Linked DNA regions of Mus musculus: region 2 is linked to region 1. Evidence: chromatin contacts called from public HiChIP or PLAC-seq data. All regions are on one chromosome and are shown on one strand. Each heading gives the region's core, a stretch centred on a gene start, on an enhancer-like site or on the middle of the called end of the contact. The rest is flanking DNA. Distances are from core to core; before and after follow the strand shown. Region 1 overlaps Fam110b (family with sequence similarity 110, member B). Region 2 has its middle 160 kb from the start of Ubxn2b.

Region 1 (3,526 bases), core at 525-3,024:
GCCTATGAACAAGAGAGAAATTGTAGTTTTGGATTACCGGAGTCTAGAATATCCCACATTTTACTTTAGTTTCCCATGGGGCTTCAGCACATCAGCTAATATAAACAGTAGAACAAAAATGTAGCTTATACTATAGTGACTAAGTTGCCTAATGATATCAAGATGCCTTAAATATTCATAGCACATTTTTACTTGACACTAAAATAGACACAATATTAAGCTTTTCAGAGCTTTGTGGAAATTAGAGATCAACTGTGATGTAATAGAGTACTAAATTGGCGTGTAGGAAGACTGGTACCAGAGGTGTGCTGTGTGGCTTTGAAATGGGCACATAACTACTCTGGGCTTTCATCTCCTCAGTAAAAATGTCTTAGCTGTGCACATAACCATAGGGTCTCTAAGGCTCAGGGATATATGATGTTGGTTATTTTACTGGGATGGTTTTGATTTCACGTGGCTACTCTGAAGATAAACTGGATTTCTTTACTTATGTTATTCCTCATCTCAGCCAAAACTGTGGGACTCTAATATCACTAAATTATGATGGAATTTAGCTGTTTATTTTTTCTCTTCAAAAGCATGAAAGTAGGCAATAATAATAATAAATATGAAAAAGAAATTGAGCCCAAAAAAATCCCCCAAACAAACAAAACCCCACTGGTTGCAAAATTGCATAGTGCAAAACCATTTATTTTACTTTAGATCACAACAAATTAAACTGAACTCAGACTTCACGCATATTTAAAGTGCTCTAATATAATTCTAAAAGTATATGATTTTATTGACTTAAATCCCTGGAATCCCATGTAAAACAGTGTCATTACATTTCACATATCAAGGAAGCAAAGGGAGGCACACAAGTTCAGTCATCATTTCTGTTCAATTTAGTGCTGAGATCTACTCTGCGCTTTTGCTCCGCATCACTGCGTAATCAAACTGAAGCAGACAGTGCGGAAAGGTTTGCAGGTGATAGTTGGATGGAGGGGGATGGATTATTCTTAGTTGTTATTAAAGTAGACATTTTCAGGCTTTCTCTGCACTTTTTGAAGCCATATAAATCTAGGTCACAATGCACAGGCTTACTAATATAAACTTTATGTGCAGTATTCACCATGCCTCCGTCCAGAAAGATACACATGGTAGCTGGGAGTCTGGCAGAGACCCCAGTGGTGTGTTCCTTAACCATTATACGTTACGATTTCAAGTAATTCCTCAGATACTAATTATTTTTCTATCCATGCATGGAAAGTGCCTCTCAGTAGAGAAGATGTCTGTGCAGCCAGAATTTCTCTGCTTCATGCTGCCTCTCACTTTGAAAGATGCAGTCCTTTGCTACTGTGGCATCTGACAAAGGCAGATGTGGGAGGAAGAGAGAGTTAAAATTTCCAGCACCGAGTCTTCTTGTGAGCTGCCAGATGTCTGGATAAACATTGCTTTCATGATTCATCCAGCCATCCCCAAACACAGTGAAAGCAGTCTCACATGGAGTAGATGTGGGAAACCACTTCCCTTAGGGAGCCTCAGTTTCTCACCAGTTTTTAAAAATGCAGCATGTTGGTTAGGGCCAGCCACATGTCCAATCAAAGCTTTTTTTTTTTTTTTTTCTTCCCTTTCTTTCTTTCCTGAGAATGGCCTAACCCACAGCTGCCTACAGCTGTACAGGAACACTCGTCTGAGGCCAGGTCAGTGTGGCGTTTGGGGCACAGGGACAGCTGTAACAAATACACTCCTTTCTCCCTTTACAAGAACTGAGTTCTCAAAGTACAAGCTCCCTTTCCTTTGAGGAGCTCTGCTCTGGTGTCTTAGCAGCTCCTTCCTGCTCACCCAGTCCCAGGAGCTAAAGCCTAATCCCAGCGTTCTCCAAGGGATGCTGCGTTGGAGGCCTGGGAATCCCAGGGTGATTCTCGGGTCCCTTGGGGCTGCTTGAGCACCCATTTTCTGATTTTGTTGTTTCCTCAAACCAATTTAAAGCCTGCTATAGCAGCTCAGTTTGAGCAGGGCCTCCAACCCATATATCCCCTCAGAGTCTTAGGGAATGCAGTGCCTTCTGTTATTCAATGAAAACTGGTTTCATCTCAGTGCTCTTTGACATCCCTCTCATTGGTCAGCAGGATGTTTAGTCTATGTCCATCTCTTTTCAGAAATCCCGAGCTGGACACTGAGAACGTCAGTCCTATCTTTTCTGAGTCTTGAATCAAAAGCTTCCAGGACTCTATGGCCTAGAAGTGAAATTAAAGGTAACCGTATTTTAAAATGTATTATTAAACTCACATATAAATCCACCCGTAAGTAAAGACATTCTTTTATGTGCTGAATGGAGTCTTGGTATCCTTATTTTTTTAGTTTCATTTATTTTCTCTTTCTTTTTTCCCCTCCTTCCCTCCTGCCCTTCTATTTGCTTCCTTTATTTTCTGTATTTATTCAGCACACACGTGTGGAGTCCTTTCAGGGCCCAGTGTTTGGGACACACATACCTTAACCCTCCCTACAGCCGTCTGGTTGCATGGAAGGGGCTGGAGGAGAACCCATCTGAGAATGTCATCCCCACCTCAGTTCAGAGGCTTCTGGTGCTGGTCTGACCAAGGCCAGCAGCTACTCAAGTACCTTCTTCCTTCCTCACCCCGGCTGTCCCTGAAAGGAATGCTCTCGTCTGTGTACTGACGTGGCCATTTGCTTACAGCAGCCTTTCCTAAGTTATCTGAACCTACTTTATGTTTGTATTTATTCTTCCCACTCAGGAATGTTAGAATAGAATTACTCACGGGGTTAGCACAGCAGCAACCATACTACTCCCCAGAGAGTTACTATGCAGACATTTCCCTAGACCTGAGACCTGGCATGGCAGGTCCAAGAGGAGCAATTTTTTTCTATTCCTGTCCTATTTCACAGTAAAAATACAGGTGCACCAAAGTGCTAGATAAAATCACCTTCCCTCCGTATATACAAGGTCTTTGTATAACATGAATGCATTTCCCATTTAGATACAGCCTGTATGTGTACACAGTTTATGCTCTACTGATTGCAGGATGCAGATAGTTACATTTTTCCCCACAGTTCTGCAAGTACCGAATGAGTTGGCATATATAAAATATGCTGTTCCAGGCACAAAGTGCACACCTTGTCGTGTGAGGAAGCCCTCAATGACCATGATATAAGTCAATAGTGTTATCATGGTATGTTTGTAACAGGACAAATGCTTTCATTCAGAATGCTGACGAGAGCGCAACAGTAGGAGGGAATCCCGAAAGCTCCTAGTTCAGTAACCTCATTGTTTGTTCAATAAATAATTGCCTCCTCCTTGATCATAACATTTCATTCATAAAAGCTATGCCTCTGAGTGGCAATTGGAGTGAATAGCTCTATATTTCTAAATCTTTCTGTTCTTTCCGTTACTATCTAAATACAAAGAGCAGTATAGTCTTGAGTTTTTATAAGTTTAAAAGCAATTAAATGTACAACAGTATTTGTTCTATCTTATTAGATGGAGTTTCTTCTTATTCTTAAAGATAAAAGGCTTTGAAATATC
Region 2 (3,526 bases), core at 290-2,789, 350 kb after region 1:
AAAAAGCAAAGTCATTGTGTGAAACTCAGAACTACAGAACACCACTGTTTCTGTCAGCTCGTGCAACCTAAACTTGGGAAGAGAAACCTCAACCAGAAAAGCCAAGTCTGTGGAGCATTTGATGGCTAAGCGCTACAAGATGGCTCAGAGAAGACTAGACAATTGTCCAATTTATTGTCCAATTGACACAGGGTAAGGTCATCTGAGAAGAAGGAACCTCAATTGCAAAAATATCTACGTAAGAGTAGCCTACAGGCAAACCTTTTGGGGATTTTCTTGATCGATAATTGGTTTAGAAGGTTCCAGCACATTGTGGGCAGTTCTATCTCTGGGAGGATGGACCTGAGGTAGATGAGCATGTAAACTGACCAAACCATGAGTAGCAAGCCAGTAAAGACATTCCTCCATGGTTTCTATTTCAGTTCCTGACTACAGGATCTTTTCTTGAGCTCCAGCTCAACGTCGCTTAGTGATGGACAGGTGAGATGAAGTAAATCTTTGCCTCCCCTCGCTGCTTTTGGTTGTGGTGTTTGATCACAGCAATAGAAACCCTATGACAGCCATGACCATAATCACTGCAATATCAACCTAACTGGAAGAGAAGTTGGTCCCAGTTCCATGACATTGCTGTGACAAAGCTAGTCATGTTCATTTGGGAAGGATTGGGGAAATATTTGTAAAGTTGAGTTGCAAATGTACTGAGTACTCAGAGTTTCATGAGCTGTTGTGGGGACTTGGAAAATAGAAATGCTAAGAGCAATGTAGATGATGGAGACCAGGATTACGAAGCTTCAGAAGGAAGCAAAGACTTGACCAGAGCTAATGTAAGACTCTGTGCTTTCTTGTTAACTACAGCCGAGAATGCAGCTACAATAAACGAGAGCCCAGCATCACTGAACGTGAAGCCATTGCGTTACCGGAACGACAGCTTTCCTAGGACGCATGAGTGCTACTTTTTCACTAACTATAGGTTTTTGACCCAGTCTTCTGTTCTTCTCTGAAAGTAAAGTTTTTCGAGTTATCCAAGGCCAGAATCGTCCCTGCTTCCATGTAGCTTCGCTGCCTTAAATTTCAGTCCCAAATTTCTAACAACCCGCTTTCTGTGTTGCCCCATGATGCCCTTGATATGTGGCCACCAGCATTTTAGGCTAAGTAATCCCAGTTTTCTAGAGTCTTAGTGATTTTTGATACTGAACTTAAGCTGTCAGTGCCTGATGGTTTGTGTTTCTTTCCTTCAGTTCTCTCTTAATCACATATAACCTAACTTTTCATCCACTCTATGCCACCAAAACTGTTCTGGACATTGTCACCAGGGACTTACTGTGTCCAGGCTATTTCTGGGTCTCTTGTTACTTGGCAGATGGTGGTATTTGATGCATATATCAGCCACCTGGTGACTCCTTCACTCATCATCAGTCTCCTTTTGTATCCTCCCACAAAGCTATGGGCTGTGACTTCTGTGTGTATTTACTCTGTGATTCAAGATTCATGCTTCTGGATGTCATTGATGCTAATGGTGTGAGCATGCATATTCATTCCTGCTTGAAATAGACTCAGATATTCTTTTTCCCCCTGTAGAATGGAACTGAGATTGCAGGAATCCATTCAGTATTCATTTCATTCAGCTAGAAAACATTAATTCAATTCAGGCAGATTGTCATCCTAAAATTTGGACTCATATATCCAATTATTTCCTCAAAAATCTCAACTGTTGCGATAAAACGTTGACATTTCAGACCTGACAGTTTCAAAATAACAGCCCTTATATCCTTACCTTTAAAATGGTGGGAATGTCTGAGCCCTCTCCTGTTCAGTGAGCAACCCCTCTGTGTTTGATGTGGTTTTAGGCTAAAGCCTCCAGTCATCTCTGACACATCTCAGGGCTTCCTTGCTGCATCACTCTGAACCTTTCAAATTTATTTTCAAAAACCACCCTGAAGGCATTCACTTTCTAATCTCTTTTGCTGTCACCAGGTACACCTGTTACTGTCTGTTTTCGGGCTTTTTAAAATAACTTCTTTTCTGTTCTACTTCTAATCCTGATTGTGCCTTTTCTGGTATCTACATATTAACTGCATTTGGCATTTTTAAAATCACAAGTCACAAATGTCACTTTGCATAGACTCTGAAGGACTTCCATTCTCAATTCAAGAAAGTCCATACAAACACACAGCACGTGAACTATTACACACACACACACACACACACACCTACAAACTTAGCTCTAGGGCCCAGAGTTTTCAAGACTCATACTTTGAAAGACATAAAACTCAACTTCATTGAGCCTAAAATATTTTATTATTAATCATATCTAAGAGTATACATGTACACATGAGTACAGTTGCCCACAGAAGACAGAATATCACACAAGTACCCCTGGGGATTGAGTTACGGGGGCTATTGGGTAGCCCAGAATGGATGTTGGATACGACCCTGTGGTAGTACTACAAGGGCAGTACATGCTTTTAATTGCTAAGCTGTCTCAATATTCTCAAAGACCAATTCTTTTTAAATTCCTATCAGTAAGCATGGCTTGAGATTTGACATCTACATATTCTCCTAAAATGCTAAGTTTTATGGATGAATATCAAGTTCTTCAGCAGCCCAGGACTGACTCATCAGAGTCCATGGTTGGCTATTAAAGAAGTTCCCTTTTTCTGGGATCTCATGAGTCCCACACCACAGCTGCCGCCTTCCATCGTTATACTGCATACTCTGTCCTAGCCTCCCTGAGACAGAGCAGCAAATCATCCCCAGGAGAATTTCCCAGCATGCATGCCTCACAGCTGCTTGTTCTAACACTTAATCTTACAGGGAAAGATGAAACCATTTGATCTCAAACATAGTCATCTCTTCATCAGCAAGCATGTGAGTAAGTGTAAAAAAAAAACAAAAAAAAAAAAAAAAAAGAAAAAAGAATCATAAACTGTTAGAGTCCCATGTGCATTTTGATGACATCTAATCCCAGGACAGGTGACCTTCCTATGATGGGCCCTACTTTAGGGTATGGTGGCCGTGTATCCCCTGTTGTAAGAATACAGTTTTAGTGATATAAACAGAGTTCTCAACAGTAAGTTAAGAAAAATACATGGCTATGGCTCCAGTAAAACTTTATCCCTGAAATCCTGCAACTCTCTGGATTGCTCTGTGGGCTACAGTTTATAAGCCACTGAACTAATCATGCTACTCAGTCCTCCTATTCATGCAAAATGAACGTGAAGAATGAACAGTGACTCATTTAAGACAGAGCAGGCAAGTCTTAGTATGTGTCTGCCATCTTACTACAGCATCCTCTTCACTCTCATAAGCATCCAGGTCTGGATACCAAATTAGATAACCAACCTTTCCCTAAGCCCTTTGGCTTATGTGAATCCTTGGGTGTTAAGAGCACTCCACAAACCACTGGAAATTGCATACACATACAATAAAAACAAAATCACTGATGATAATACTTGGAAGACTGAAATAATGCTTACATTTTTGCTACCCCAATAGTAATTCATTTTCTAAGGCTAAATAAGTGATC

What was found. HiChIP or PLAC-seq counts read pairs in DNA pulled down with a chosen protein or histone mark.
Region 2: a contact with region 1 is called in an H3K27ac HiChIP or PLAC-seq map of SST interneurons, with 4 times the contacts expected there. The contact joins two enhancer-like sites. A contact is called at or near these places in 2 of 115 datasets of contacts at active chromatin or transcription factors (SST interneurons and astrocytes).

The regions. Positions count from the first base shown.
Region 1 is chr4:5,676,762-5,680,287 of GRCm38.p6, forward strand. All of the region lies in intron 1 of Fam110b (family with sequence similarity 110, member B), which reads left to right. Among named protein-coding and RNA genes, the nearest start is that of Gm24337, 9.3 kb to the right of the region's middle. Within about 2 kb of position 1,775, at least 55 of the 459 cell types and tissues checked have an H3K27ac peak or open chromatin away from gene starts, as enhancers often do. A contact at or near this core is called in SST interneurons, where this site is marked.
Region 2 is chr4:6,029,227-6,032,752 of GRCm38.p6, forward strand. No RefSeq gene overlaps it. Among named protein-coding and RNA genes, the nearest start is that of Ubxn2b, 160 kb to the right of the region's middle. Within about 2 kb of position 1,540, at least 5 of the 459 cell types and tissues checked have an H3K27ac peak or open chromatin away from gene starts, as enhancers often do. A contact at or near this core is called in SST interneurons, where this site is marked.